Linked DNA regions of Mus musculus: regions 2, 3, 4 and 5 are each linked to region 1. A link is a contact called in public Hi-C and HiChIP or PLAC-seq data. All regions are on one chromosome and are shown on one strand. Each heading gives the region's core, a stretch centred on a gene start, on an enhancer-like site or on the middle of the called end of the contact. The rest is flanking DNA. Distances are from core to core; before and after follow the strand shown.

What was found. HiChIP or PLAC-seq counts read pairs in DNA pulled down with a chosen protein or histone mark. A called contact is a pair of places that touch in the nucleus more often than the background predicts.
Region 2: a contact with region 1 is called in an SMC1A HiChIP or PLAC-seq map of the NIH/3T3 cell line, with 8 times the contacts expected there. The contact joins the enhancer-like site here to the promoter of Tgfb2 in region 1. A contact is called at or near these places in 4 of 39 promoter capture datasets (the 3T3-L1 cell line, the C10 cell line, embryonic stem cells and 1 more), 1 of 15 datasets of contacts at CTCF or cohesin (the NIH/3T3 cell line), 2 of 484 Hi-C or Micro-C datasets (3T3-L1-derived adipocytes and myocytes), 13 of 115 datasets of contacts at active chromatin or transcription factors (the NIH/3T3 cell line, astrocytes, craniofacial prominence and 10 more) and 1 of 9 other capture datasets (embryonic stem cells).
Region 3: a contact with region 1 is called in an H3K4me3 HiChIP or PLAC-seq map of neural tube, with 16 times the contacts expected there. The contact joins the enhancer-like site here to the promoter of Tgfb2 in region 1. A contact is called at or near these places in 4 of 39 promoter capture datasets (the C10 cell line, embryonic stem cells, liver and 1 more), 1 of 15 datasets of contacts at CTCF or cohesin (the NIH/3T3 cell line), 8 of 484 Hi-C or Micro-C datasets (differentiating embryonic stem cells, embryonic fibroblasts, embryonic stem cells and 3 more), 12 of 115 datasets of contacts at active chromatin or transcription factors (craniofacial prominence, embryonic forebrain, embryonic hindbrain and 6 more) and 3 of 9 other capture datasets (adipose tissue, embryonic stem cells and liver).
Region 4: a contact with region 1 is called in an H3K4me3 HiChIP or PLAC-seq map of embryonic limb bud, with 7 times the contacts expected there. The contact joins the enhancer-like site here to the promoter of Tgfb2 in region 1. A contact is called at or near these places in 6 of 39 promoter capture datasets (the HPC-7 cell line, the SN4741 cell line, embryonic stem cells and 3 more), 4 of 484 Hi-C or Micro-C datasets (cerebral cortex, cranial neural crest, embryonic fibroblasts and 1 more), 9 of 115 datasets of contacts at active chromatin or transcription factors (astrocytes, cardiomyocytes, embryonic basal ganglia and 6 more) and 3 of 9 other capture datasets (embryonic stem cells, liver and pancreatic islet).
Region 5: a contact with region 1 is called in a Hi-C map of the N1E-115 cell line, with 5 times the contacts expected there. The contact joins the enhancer-like site here to the promoter of Tgfb2 in region 1. A contact is called at or near these places in 1 of 39 promoter capture datasets (embryonic stem cells), 5 of 484 Hi-C or Micro-C datasets (the N1E-115 cell line, cortical neurons, nephron progenitors and 2 more), 16 of 115 datasets of contacts at active chromatin or transcription factors (the NIH/3T3 cell line, astrocytes, bone marrow-derived macrophages and 13 more) and 4 of 9 other capture datasets (adipose tissue, embryonic stem cells, liver and 1 more).

The regions. Positions count from the first base shown.
Region 1 is chr1:186,704,698-186,707,265 of GRCm38.p6, forward strand. It overlaps Tgfb2 (transforming growth factor, beta 2), which reads right to left and starts at 1,292. Exons shown (of 7, transcript NM_009367.4): 1 at 1-1,292. The coding sequence starts at 77.
Region 2 is chr1:185,735,668-185,738,235 of GRCm38.p6, forward strand. No RefSeq gene overlaps it. Among named protein-coding and RNA genes, the nearest start is that of Gm35023, 120 kb to the left of the region's middle. Within about 2 kb of position 1,279, at least 10 of the 459 cell types and tissues checked have an H3K27ac peak or open chromatin away from gene starts, as enhancers often do. A contact at or near this core is called in the NIH/3T3 cell line, where this site is marked.
Region 3 is chr1:185,817,855-185,820,422 of GRCm38.p6, forward strand. No RefSeq gene overlaps it. Among named protein-coding and RNA genes, the nearest start is that of Gm35023, 200 kb to the left of the region's middle. Within about 2 kb of position 1,302, at least 13 of the 459 cell types and tissues checked have an H3K27ac peak or open chromatin away from gene starts, as enhancers often do. A contact at or near this core is called in neural tube, where this site is marked.
Region 4 is chr1:185,850,200-185,852,767 of GRCm38.p6, forward strand. No RefSeq gene overlaps it. Among named protein-coding and RNA genes, the nearest start is that of Gm35023, 230 kb to the left of the region's middle. Within about 2 kb of position 1,277, at least 11 of the 459 cell types and tissues checked have an H3K27ac peak or open chromatin away from gene starts, as enhancers often do. A contact at or near this core is called in embryonic limb bud, where this site is marked.
Region 5 is chr1:186,042,422-186,044,989 of GRCm38.p6, forward strand. No RefSeq gene overlaps it. Among named protein-coding and RNA genes, the nearest start is that of Lyplal1, 74 kb to the right of the region's middle. Within about 2 kb of position 1,295, at least 18 of the 459 cell types and tissues checked have an H3K27ac peak or open chromatin away from gene starts, as enhancers often do. A contact at or near this core is called in the N1E-115 cell line, pancreatic cancer cells and uterus, where this site is marked.

The DNA of each region.
Region 1 (2,568 bases), core at 42-2,541:
GTGCTGCAGGTAGACAGACTGAGCGCCACCGGGACCAGATGCAGGAGCAAAAAGGTGCTCAGCACACAGTAGTGCATGTTTTTAAAAGGAAGAAACGTTGATGTTGTTATTTAAAGTAAGAAAAAATATATATAAAAAAGAAACTAGTAATTCTCAGAGCGGTCAGGTAGAGTTGTTTTTAATACGAAACTTTTGCAAAGCAGTCGAAAGTTAATGCCCAATAGAAAAACGTCCCTGGCTGGGATTCCTTTAAAAAAGAAAATGCAACGCGTTCCCAACGTGGAGATATTAATATGCGATGCTGGGGCGGGGTGGGGGGGGAATCTCTCACTTTAAGGAGTAAGAAAGGTTTGTTTTTTTTTTCTCCTGGAAGGGAGAGGGTGAGTGGCTCTGAAGTAGAAATAAACTTAAGAGGAAGAAATGGAGTTCAGTGTGTCAGGCTCGGTGCGGAGTGGCTGATCTGAACTCCGATCCTCCGGCCAAAAGGGACGAGACGAGAAGGTCCGGGGGCTGGCAGGAGGCACGCAGGGCCGCGGGGAGCGCTGAGCGGCGGCCGGGGCTGCGCCGGGCTCTAACTGAGAAGTTCAAAGACCGAGCGGCTCGGCCCTGCCTTCCACACGTGTGTGGATGAGTGTGCGTGTGGATGTGTGCGCGTGTGCGCGCGTGCGTGCGCGCGCGCCGAGGGCGAGCCTGGCGAGCCGCGGGGAGGCAGATGCGCCCCGGAGCGGCTCACTCGGAGACTCGGTGGGATACTGTCCGCCCCGGAGATCCACAGAGGCCGGAGCAGGCGGCGAGGATCCCGCTCCTGCCGGCCGCGCTGTGGCCTACACCCGGCTGGGTCGCTCCACGTTGCAGCCGCCGCTGCTGCCTGCAAAGAGGGCCAGCCTCCAGCTCGGTCCTTCAGATCCTCCTTTTCTTGCTCCAGGCGGCCAAGGGCGACAGCGATCGGCCACCTCCTTAACCCCTGTGGAACAACACCGCCTCCTGGGCGCGTTGGCTGCGGGCTGCCCCGGGACTCGCACCCTTCCCTAGCTTCTCCTAGCTTCCACCAAGGTTGCACTTTCTCGCTTAGGGTAAGTAGGTACTTGCGACCCTAAAATAGACCTCTGCCGATCCTTCTCTCCGCAGATGGGTTGCTCCAGAATGGCTCTTTAAACCCTAATACTTCTCTCCATCCCTGACGCCTGCCCCAGAGCTCAGCTCTCAGCGCCTTCTCTCTTTCTCTCCCACTCGCTCTCCTGCCGGCAGTTTCAGCAGCTCTGCTCCGAGCAAACCTGCTGCCAGCAGATAACATCACGATTCTGCCCGGAGCAGAGTTTTATATGTGCTCCCCAAACCACGTGTTTGCCTTCAACAAAGTGACGCGCTAGGATTACAGTCAGAAGTCCTCTGTTACTAAGACCACGAGCTCTGGACCATTGGAGGGGGTGTGGAAAAGGGGGACGGCCAGTAAGGGAGGGCGACTGGCATGAGGAATTTGCAGTAGTCACTGTCTGTGATCACCAAGGGTCTGTGTGTGGAGGGGCAGGCAGCTAAGCATCCCGTTTCTACATGGTGGGGATCACTCATTCGCAGCTTCCCTGAGTCCCTCCTGTGTTGAGTGCGTGCCCATGCATGTACAGGCGTGTACACACACACACACACACACACACACACACACACACACACACACACACACACACACACACTGTGCTCCATGGAGCTCCAGCCCAGCCCTGAAGACATGCCTTCCAATCTGAGACTGCTGACCTAACTCTTGAGTTCTCCGGGATTCCACAGGTTGTTTTTCATTAGCCTGTTTACAATCCAGCCCTGTTTGCCTGTGAACCAGCAGAATACAGAAGTGTCCCTTTCACCCAATGCATGCTCTGTATCACTGCTTTGAATAAAGGAACTGTTGCCTTCTTTATGTGAGCCCCTGCTCATGTGGCTTTCTCCTCAGCCTTCCTAGACAAGGATGACCCACCATCTTCTGCCTGTCGCAGCATTATCTAAGACACCTGGGTTTTAAATGTTTGCTGTCTCCTGTCACACAGTATCATAACTTGACATTTTCTACTTCAACTTGCTCAAACTGGTTGGATAACAGAATCTTTCTTCCCACTGGTCTTTCCCCTTTAGTCAAAGTCAACATTTCAATCTTAGTGATGACTCTGTGGCCACGATGACTACACAGGTTGTTAAAGCTGGAAACTGTTGAGAATTCCCCCAGGTTAAGACCTCAGTATCATTTTCCTAGTTCAAAAGGATCAAACCTTTAGGGATGCATACATGTGTATGTGTGTGTGTGTGTGGGGGGGGTTATATTCTTACTAGAGGGAGCTGTAATGATATGTAATGATATAGCTGGCATACATTATATACAGCAATGAACATTATTATTTGTATTTCACAGACAGGGAGACTGAGGCCATAGGAAGTGAGGTCTGTTGTTGCAGAAAACAGGAAGGGGTGGGTCTGGGTTTTGCAGAGAGAGCCCGCCCACCTCCTGGGTTCTTTCCCACCATGTACTTGGAAGAAGTATAAGGTCCCAGAACATGTGACAAGCAGGGATCCGGGGGTTCCGTA
Region 2 (2,568 bases), core at 29-2,528, 970 kb before region 1:
CAGAAAGACACACACACACACACACACACAGATCCCATAAAAACACTAATCCCATAAAACACTTAAATCAGAAAGCAGAATACAGAAGAAAAACACCTGTAAGGCAAACCCACACCCAACAACAAACACACAGAAAACCAGACAAAGCTATATGAGACAAAACAAAACAAAAACAAAAACAAAAACAAAAAACAAAAACAAAAACAACAAAATGCCCTTGAGTTTGTTTTGAATTGGCCACACTTAAGGACAGGCCACATTCTCAGCATGTGAGGTATGTGAGCATGTCCTGGTGAGGTATGCCACACAGGGCCTATCCTTAAATGTGGTCTGTATACAACATAAGATTTAATTTCTTTTAAAAACTGTGTGCATTTACCTTTATCAGTTTGTGCTACATGTGTGCATGCTCCCTTGGAGGCTGGAAGAGAATATCCAGTCCCCTGGAGCTAGCATTACAGGAGGCTGTAAGCTACCTGTTGTGGGTGCTTGGAATTGAACTTGGATCCTCTGAAAGAGCCATGCATGGTCTTTACTCAGGACCCATCTTTCCAGCCTGAGATTTTGTCTGACTTAAAGTTTTAAAATTAATTATTCTTTGCTCTCAGTTTCCATTGTTCCAAAAGGAACATGTTTTTAAATTAGGAATCACTCTATGTGCCTTTGTGTTATTTTTCCACAGGTGAGAAATTCCTGTAAATTTTTTTTTTGAGACAAGTTTTCTTATTCTCTGGCTGTCCTGAAACTTACTCTGTAGACCAGGCTGGCCTAGAACTCACAGATATCTGCCTACCTCTGCTTCCTGAGTTCTGTGATTGAAGGCATGCGCCACCACAGACTGCCCACGGTTTTGATTCTTAATGAATGTGGACTGTTCATTAGACCTTAGAAGGATTTTTTTTTTTTAACAATGAGCCAGAAGTTCTCATATTATGTTATGTTATTTATATGTTTGGTGTTAGGAGTGAAGAGAGGTGTTATGCGCATGTAGCACAGGCTGCAGCCATTGAGCTTTTCTGTGGCCCCTTCCTAGGGACTTGAATGCTTAGCTAGTGATGTCTTGGAATAATGGGTGGCATACAGCCTAGGGCCTCTCTAACTCAAATGCACTTGCATACACTCTGCAGTTCAGAATCTCTGGCTATGGGGTGGAGCTCACATTTTCTTTTTCTTCCAGTTAGGTGAGGGTGGCAGGGTTCGAGTAGTGAGTAGCACTAGAGTCTCTCTCGATCTGGGAAATGGACTCACCTGAATCTTTGAAAGGAAACACAGCAAATCATGTGAGGGAATGAGTCAGCAAGGTTGGACTGGAGCAGAAGGGTGCCAAGCCAGGAAACACTCCTGAAACCCTGTGGGATTTTTCTAATCACAGGAATGTCAGCACAAAGCTTAATTTATGTAAGGAGAAAGCTGGGAATGAATAAAAACAGAAAATAGGATCACATAGACTCTAAATCTTCAGGTTGGATTTGGGATCCAGTGATAACTGGAAACAGAAGAGGGAAATAAGGTCATGATGAGAGATATATGGGGGGTGGGGGGGGGGGGGAGAGAATTTTTTTTTTATTACATAACCACATGTGATTTTTTCCCCTGAAGTCTATCCACACTTGAACTTTGGGGCAAGAATGACTTCAGTTGGCTTTTGGTTCTGAGGTTGTTTTGTGACATGTCCCCACCCCAACCCCAAATGCTGTTTGTTGTCTCAGTTCACCCATTCATAGCACTGAAATTCCTGCACCCTGGAAAAGTTCCTCAGTTCTTTGCAAATCAAGGTAGTTAGCCAACCCTATAATGGGCAAGAAACATTATCCTCTGTAGCCCATTCCCTAACCTATAAAATGTAGGCAGAGCTGTTGAGAGGATTAGGAGCAGTAAGTATAAAGCTACACTCCAAGCCTGGCTCAGACCTGGCTCATGGGGGAAATTTAAACATACTGGCCACAGCCAGACAAGGATGGAGGGTAGACTCAGGAGACCCTACATCCCACGTGTGGACTATTTCCCATGGAGAGATTCAGGGAGGGGACAGTCATTTCCTGCAGTTGTGTGCCCAAAGTGACCCCACTAGTCTCTGAAAGATAATGTCAAGCCAATGATCATACAGTTATCCCTGCTTAAACCAAAATGGGTCACACAATAAAACCATGGACCTGGAAAAGGTATGGAAGAGAGTGGGTTGGGAGTGGTATTGACATGGGTGGAAGGAGAAGGAGAAGCAGCCCATTGAGGAGTGAACAGCCAGGATTCACTCAGTAAGCAGTCTAGTGACTTCAGGTAGACACTTCTTATGAGCTCTGACATTTTACAATGAGGAATGCCTTAACTCTGAACTACGCTGGTGGCTTTAGAAATGAGTGATTTTGGTCTGATGAGCTGCCTGACAGTGACAAGGAGAGTGGTAGTCATACAGTCTCAAGGAGGCTGCAAACACTTTCTAATTTTCTCAAAACATTTATTGACTCGTTACTACATTTATGAGCGTCTTGCCTACACGTATGTATGTATGTATGTATGTATGTATGTATGTATGTGTACCATGAGTAAACCCAGAGATGGGAGAGGTCG
Region 3 (2,568 bases), core at 52-2,551, 890 kb before region 1:
AAAGATATATGACCCTCTCCACCCAGGCTTCTCCAATGGTGCCAGGGCGGCCATGGCTTACTTACTTAGAGGCTAGCTCGGGTTTTCTGATAGCCAGGAATGCTGAGCCTCAGAAGCCACACTTGTGCTGAGCCTCGGGATAGACTCCGACCTCAGATGAGGATCAGACAAAGCAATGTCTCCCACTACTGATTTAGATAAGCCGTGATCTCTTGTCTCCAGCCAGGTCTTCTAGGAGCCCATCCATCTTGCTGGGAACCAGAACCACAGCCGTCAGTGACAGGATGCAAACGGATCCTCGGGACACATTCACCACGGAGGGTGGACTCTACGTCCAGAGCTTGAGATAAATTGTCAATTTGGCAAACCCTTCTGCTCTGTAAGCACCTGGAACATCTCCACACAGCAGACAGCACTGTAGACCAATTCATCTGGGAAGCTGCAAGAGCAAGAGGAGTGGGAAAAAAAACTAAGAAAAGAAAACATCTGTTTTTGTGGTTGTAGAAAGAAATAGGTCCGGGGGTTAAGACTCCATGGGGGGAAAAAACAAAACAAACAAAACAAACAAAAAAGTTGTCACTTGAGTCTGCTTACTTCTTTCAGACATGTTGGGAGAAAACAAGTATGGATGTGTCAAGCAAGGAGGACAAACTGGCCCCTGGTGCAGTCATCTCAGATATTGCCAGGAAGGGTGAAGACAGGATTGCCTTAGCATGACAGGAAACAAAACATGCTGTCCATTATTTATTGATCTATTCATTTTTACCCATGACTTGTCATGTTTAAAAGTATCAAGAAAGTCCTATTTATCTTTGCAATCTGGTTTCTTGACACCCCTTTCCCCTTTCCCCCCAAAAAGTTATATGAGGTCCATGATCCATACGAAACATATGTCATATCTTCTTAGAGAATTTGATAGTTCCAATCTATATAATTTCTTAGAATCAATTTTCAGTTGGATTTTATTTGTCTAAAAACTGACTGGGTTTTTGGTGCAAGTTTGAGCTGGTCAATGAAATTAGAAGTTGTCAAGCAGTCTCCAAGAATAATAGATATTTTCCCTTGTGGGAAATATTTTTTTCCCAAGGGGTAAAATTATGAGCTTCCATTGTCCAAGTAACCTTTCAGAGCTTTTTAGTCAGAGGCAATCAGATAAAGGGAGATGTCGGTCCGTGTGGGGCCCTTTTGGAAGAGAGAATGAGCAATCTTCCCTGTGAGGTTTGCTGACTGCACAGTGGTGGCCGGGTCCAGACCGAGGCCCTATTAGTCAAGTCTGACAGGAAAGCACACACTGCATCCCTGGCCTTCAGGGTGATGAACGAGCCTCTAACATGCTGTTAGTTTCCCCTGATGGTTCCCAGCACCCACCTTCCACCCTGCATCAAATAATCACAGATCTACAGGGTGGGAGGACGGGAGGGAGGGAGATGGCCTGATTGTCAAGTGATGGATTTTCCTTAAGCAGAGAGATCAGCAGAGCCTAATAAATCAGCCAGCAGAGGGGAGGACCAGTTAGACACCGAGCCACTGGCCAGGCAATACCACATGCTGTTCTCCTTGTCTGAAATGCAGGGGTTTGGGCAAATGCCTGCAAAAATCCCCAGGGCAGAGAGAACTGGAGACCCACTTGTGCTTAAAAGCCCCTAAGATCATGTTTCCCTCACTAGCATGCAGATCAGCATTTGGATTCCCTGCTGTTCTTAGCTATGAATTTAGAAGACACAAAAGCTGGTGAGTTTTTCACCCACAGGATAAATAAATGAAAACTCAACATTTTTTTTTTTCAGAAGGACAAACTCTCTAGGTTTTCCCGTGTGGATCTTTGGGCATTCCACCCTAGTTAGAGTAAGAAAATAGATGCAGATGGGTCCAGGAAAGCAAGCTCTGTCTTTGACTATGTGGAGGTATTGCCAGTAAGAACTCCATGAGAAATAATGGTTCTCAAAGGGAGCCCAATTGTCTTTCCTATGGCTCTGAGCCTTTTTTTTAAAAAGTAAATCTATATCTATCCTTGTATTCTTATTTGCAGGGAATACTGAGACCAGAGTTCCTGTCTGCTCTGGTTCTCTGGGATAAAGTTATTCTGTGGTCAGAGACACCTAAGCCTATGAGGCACACGCCATCCAGAGCTGAACACAGGCTGTTTACAGGCTCTTCCAGGAAAAATATTGACAAGGCAGTAAAAATACTTTCCTTGATGGCTCAGCCTTGTGTTTGAAAGCTGAAATTACAGGGACTTTTCTCTTTTACTTGTTTATTTTTAGCTTCTGGTTTTTTGTTTTTTTTTTCCTATCTTTTGACTTTTTTTTTTTTTTTTTTTTTTTTTTTTTTTTTTTTTTTTGTGAGGGGTTGGGGGGAAGTCGTCGCCTTTTAAAATTCGGTCTGTTTATGCCCACTGTGAAAATCTAGGAACAGAAGACTTTTACAGCATTCACGCAGCTTCCCCTCCCTGGAGTTCTTAAGCTGTTTGTGGGTAGGGGGTAAAGTCTCTCAGCTTCTGGAGATAAGCAGAAGAAAGAGAGCTTCTCACAGGACCAGAAGAAACTTTAAAGAGTAAAAAAAAAACAA
Region 4 (2,568 bases), core at 27-2,526, 850 kb before region 1:
GCCAGGTCAGCACTTTCAATTCCAGGATAAGAAACCCATCGCGGTGAGTCTCCTTGCAAAAGTAAGATAGGTGAGCTTGCTAGTTGTCTGGACCGATTCACCTGGTGCTAGTCGCCAGAACAGCTGTCATTTCTCTTGGGTGAGCGATGGTACTGAAGGGGGAATTTTGCAGACTGTCTGCTGCCTACTGCCCCCCCCCCCCATGCTTTTCTGTATGTTTTTATGAGACAGAAGATTTTCTTTTCAGGAAAATATACTGAACTGAAAAGCCCTTTGTATAGCCCATAACCTTGGGAGAAGGGTTTCAAATCTCCTTAGTCTGGAAGGTAAAGGTCGGCTGAGAGCTAACAAAGGCAACCATTTTTAAGCTTGATGAGCTGAGAGAGGGGAGACTAGTAGAAGCTCTGGAAAAATCCCAGAAGGTAGATTTTTCTCCTTTTTAATATAAATGTGTGAGCAGTCTGTAGGAACTGACTTGATCTATGTGCTCCTGGTGGGCACTGGCCTTGAAGGCTGCTACTGTTGGCTGGGAAGTGCCCCCAGCACCTTCTCCTGGGATAGAGCCAATGATTGGGCCTTAGGCTGGACAGTTTTATGCACTGTGCTGAAGTGCTCCTATCCATCACCTAATTAAACACACTTGAATGTCAGCTTACAATGCAAACACTTTGTAATACTCTAGAGTGGGAGAAATTTTTTTTTGCATGTAATATCAACAACTTATAAAGTTTTAAGTATTTTATTAAAAATTCTATCTTCTGTATTTTTCCAAGTTCTCCATGAATTACTTTAAATGATGAAAGGAGATCATGAACTTCCCACCTCCCCTGCACTGGTCCCCTTTCCTTTGGACTCTAGTGAAATCCCCCAAACCCAGAAATAGGAGGAACAGGCTCTTTGACCCCTGACAGGGGCCCTGGGACTAGAGTTGATTATTTTTACACAGGGATATTCAAACACCAGACATCATCTTTTTTTAAATTTTATCTCCTGGTAAAGATATCTGGACATTGAAGAAGCATGCCTCAATTCTGATCCAAGAATGCTTACATGTGCAAATTGCAGAGTCCCAGAGAGAATTGGCTGCAACGTCTTTAATTCAGTCCCCTGGAGGTTCATGGGAAGGTTCTCTGCATAGCAGTAACTGCCACTTGGGGAAGGTGGCACCCTCATTGCTCCTCACCCTCATACTCCATTAAGCATCCAGCAGCATAGGGTGTAGCTGCCCCAGCCATTGCTCACATTAGGTAATACACCCCATACACCCCCGTTAGACTGCAGATGTGTGAACTAGTTTAAAACTTTTATTGGGGTTTTTTATTAGACTCCAATGCAGTCCCGGCCTCTTTACACTCGCCAGCTTTGCCAGTTGCTCACAAGTTCTAACAAATTAGGAATACCTAATGCCTAAGCTATTCTTATACTTCAGGGGCAAAAGTCCCAAGCAAATCATCATCATCCCTGTGAATCCAGTCTCCCTCTGAGAAGTTGTGCTTACAGGCAGAAGGGCACTTGAGCCAGGCTTTCATTATGGCTCCGTAATAACAGTGCACTTCAATTCCCTCAAGCACTTAACAGCAGGGTGCTTTCTCATTTTCTGCCTGGACATTTAAATGCCCTCCCTCCCATCTTTGATGCCCTTCCAACTTCATGCTTTCCTCTTCCTTCTAGTGACAATATCCCATAAATTACCTTTATGTGGTCTCTGAGTGTCAGACTAGCTTCTCCAAAGGCCCACCATGGCTTTGGCTCCCTCGGATCAGGGCTGTTGAAGCAGGAGGTTCCTGCTGTCACTCATCCTGATGGAAGAGCAAGAGGAAAGAGGGTTTCTTTCTGACCTATATCAGCCTGGCCCCTGCCACCAAGGCTTCTAATTATGGGCCATCAAAACAAGCTTTCAAGACTTTCTAGCTCCTTCCTATGAGAAAGACATCAATTCCTGTATTTAGATCAACTTCCATGAGGGTGAATAAGAACACTATGACATTGTTTGTTTGTTTGTTTGTTTATTTCACATCCTGATCTCAGTTCCCTCCTCTCCTCTCAGTCCCACACTCACAAATCCCAACCCTGTTACCTCCCCCCTCCTTCTCCTCAGAGAAATGGAGACCTCCCCTGCCTGGGTACCACCCTGCCCTAGGACATCAAGTTGTATTAGCTCCCACTGAGGCCTGACCAGGCAATTCAGCTATGGGAAGGGGATCCAATGATAACCCAAACCCACTATGAGATTCTTACACAGTGACAGCTGCCCTGAAACATGAGTCTTCCAGGTCAATAGAATGAGAAGACAGAATAACCTTGCTAAAGAATGAAGCAGGCTACTGAATTACTACAACGATCTATTCAAACCCATCAGAATACACTTAATGCAGTACACAAACAATTCATGCATATGAAAATTGCCTGTTCTGACCACAATCCAACATTCAAAAGGATGAGGCTACTTCAGAGCACCACATAACCTCCCCTCCTTCCCTCCCTCCCTCCCTCCCTTCCTTCCTTCCTTCCTTCCTTCCTTCCTTTCTTTCTTTATTCCTCCCTCCCTCCCTTCTTTCCTTCCTTCCT
Region 5 (2,568 bases), core at 45-2,544, 660 kb before region 1:
CCACCTTGATCCGGATGATCATCAGAGGAAAGGTTTGAATTACAATGGAAGACATTAGGGTGTGGATAAATTAAATACTAACTTCACTGGTAAGTGGGCCCCATGTATTGCTCCTAAATCCAGGAGCACCTTAGGGAGCAAGTTGTAAATTCCGTGGAGCTTTCTGCACCTAGCCTGGTACCTCACAAAAGAGAGGCTGCGGGTTTCAGAAATATTTGGCGGAAGGATATGACTGAAGAAGTTGGTGATGCGAGTAAGGAACTATTGGGTTGCAGAAGCGACAATCCCCATGAACCAATGTAGAGTTCTGATAGAACCTCCAATTGTCACAACCAGGATGATCTTGAGGCCAGTATATTTTATGAAGTTTATTTTCTGTGTGATCTAAGCTAAAATAGGTATTAAAGTTTATTCTCTGCCAGATTATTTCCTCATCTGTAAAATGGCAGTAAATACTGAGACATCAGGTAACTGAATGGATTGATCAGAGATCTTTAGAGCAATAATCTATGAACAAAATGACATAGGGAGGTATCACAAACCTTAAAGAGACTATGTAGCTGGCTTCCTCTGGGTAGAGTTTTCATTAACAAATAGGCACCTTTGTAACTTTCTTGGTTTGTCAGAGGCTGACGTTACCACAGCTTCGTCTAGGAATGAAATATCACTGCTGTACTTGGGAGCTGGCTCATGTTGTCAGGCTATTTTGTTGTTGTGACTGACTTTGGCTTTGTATTTAATGTATTTAATGTTATTATCTCTGTGGGAATACGTCCCAAATTTATGTGGATGGGTACAGTTTCATGAAAATTAGATAAGTGGTCTAATGTGTGGGCCGGGAGGTTTATGAGTGATGCTGTTTGAAATGACTTTCTGTTCTTCCCATGTGGCATTCAGGATAACTCCTTCTAGTATATTATGAAACATAAAAGGGGAATTTGTGTTCTGTGTTCAGAAGAAACACCAGGAGTTATGACTGTTCCTGGGAAACAGCAATATAAAAATGGAGTTTCCTGGAACGTTGGAATTCATTTTCAGAGACTAGTCAGCTCAGTGTTTTCCAGTATTGATTCGGTTCATCTATACATTCTTTGTGAGCCTTCACAGGACCAGCATCAGAAGCCATGTCTCACAGTTATCTTCTGCCTACCCCCAAACTGCATCTAGTTGTTGTGGATTCAGTGTAGATTCATAATCATCACTTTTTTTTACCATCATACAATACTATTGCACACTCTTGAGTCATATTTATTATTTATTTGTCTATGACTCATCTTCTCAAGAACTCCTTGACAAAGGAGCTCACATCACACTGTTTACTTCAGAGCTTCCCTGGGGGCCGGACTCCCAACTTTAACATAAGAGAAATGTGATAAACTTTTATTGTCTCAGTGTTTGGCTTACAACATATCATATAACCCGCTGCTCTGAATCCATGCAATCAAGGAAGGAAACACTAGGCAGACTGAGAGAATAGTCTGTGTATACCCCAGGGCTGTACCCAGGCTGGGATAACCCTGCAGACATTCTTTCTCTCCATCCCAGTTTATTGTCAGTGCTTCTTCTCAAGGAAGAACACACACAAAAAAAACGTGAAACTAAGAAAAGCAAATGGAAACTTCAAATACAAAGACACTGGCTTTCCGAGGGGGGAAAATATACGGTTCAGCACGCTTACCCTCACTAATAATAGACTCTATGGCTTTGAAAAGACTGTTGTCAAAATAACATCAGTGAAGCACTGAGGTCATAACTGGCACTACTGTTTTGGCCCTGTGACCAGTTTTACATCAGGGACTTATTTTCCAGTTTCTTTCCTCCCAATCACTGCAATCATTTGCTCTAGTAGAGTCTAAATTGAATGGCGCGCACCATAAACCTGCTCCCCACTGCAGCTCACGCTGGCATTGTAAAAACGCAGGCAACAGTGGGAGGCATTGAAGTGGCTCACACACTGACCTCTTAAAAACCAAAGAGTAGGAAAGAACATCTTACAGCCCAGGTTCCTCCAGAATCCCACACACGGGACTCCTGACCGCCCTGGCTTGGTTGGACACTCATCTCCACTAGACACCATGACCCAGACATGAGGACAGTGGACCCAGCCTTGGTCCATTCACAGACCCACAGTGTGAAGCTGTTCCCTGAAGGAGAGTGCCCTTGAATAACGATGTCCAATAGGTAGCCCTGCGTTAGTTTTGCTGGGCAAATCTAGGGAAAATAAATAAGAAAACTCACCAAGACTCCATCAAGCTGTTCATAAAGGACTTTAGAGGAAAAACTCTTATTCATCAGCCCATTAAGTCTATTGGCTCTGCTGTTCCCTCAAAAGAGAAAAAAAATTAAAGAGATGATGTAACTGAATTACTCTACCTAACTAACTGACGGCTTGAAAATTGAATTTGTCTTTCTTTTCCTGACATCATCACCAATAATAAAACTTAAGCTATTAAAACAGAGTTTTCATCAGGAATGTGTGATACAGACCTGTATATAGAATTTTTATGAGTAGGTTCTGACTCTGGAACTATCATATAGCTACATGAAAGTGCTTGCCATGCAGGCACA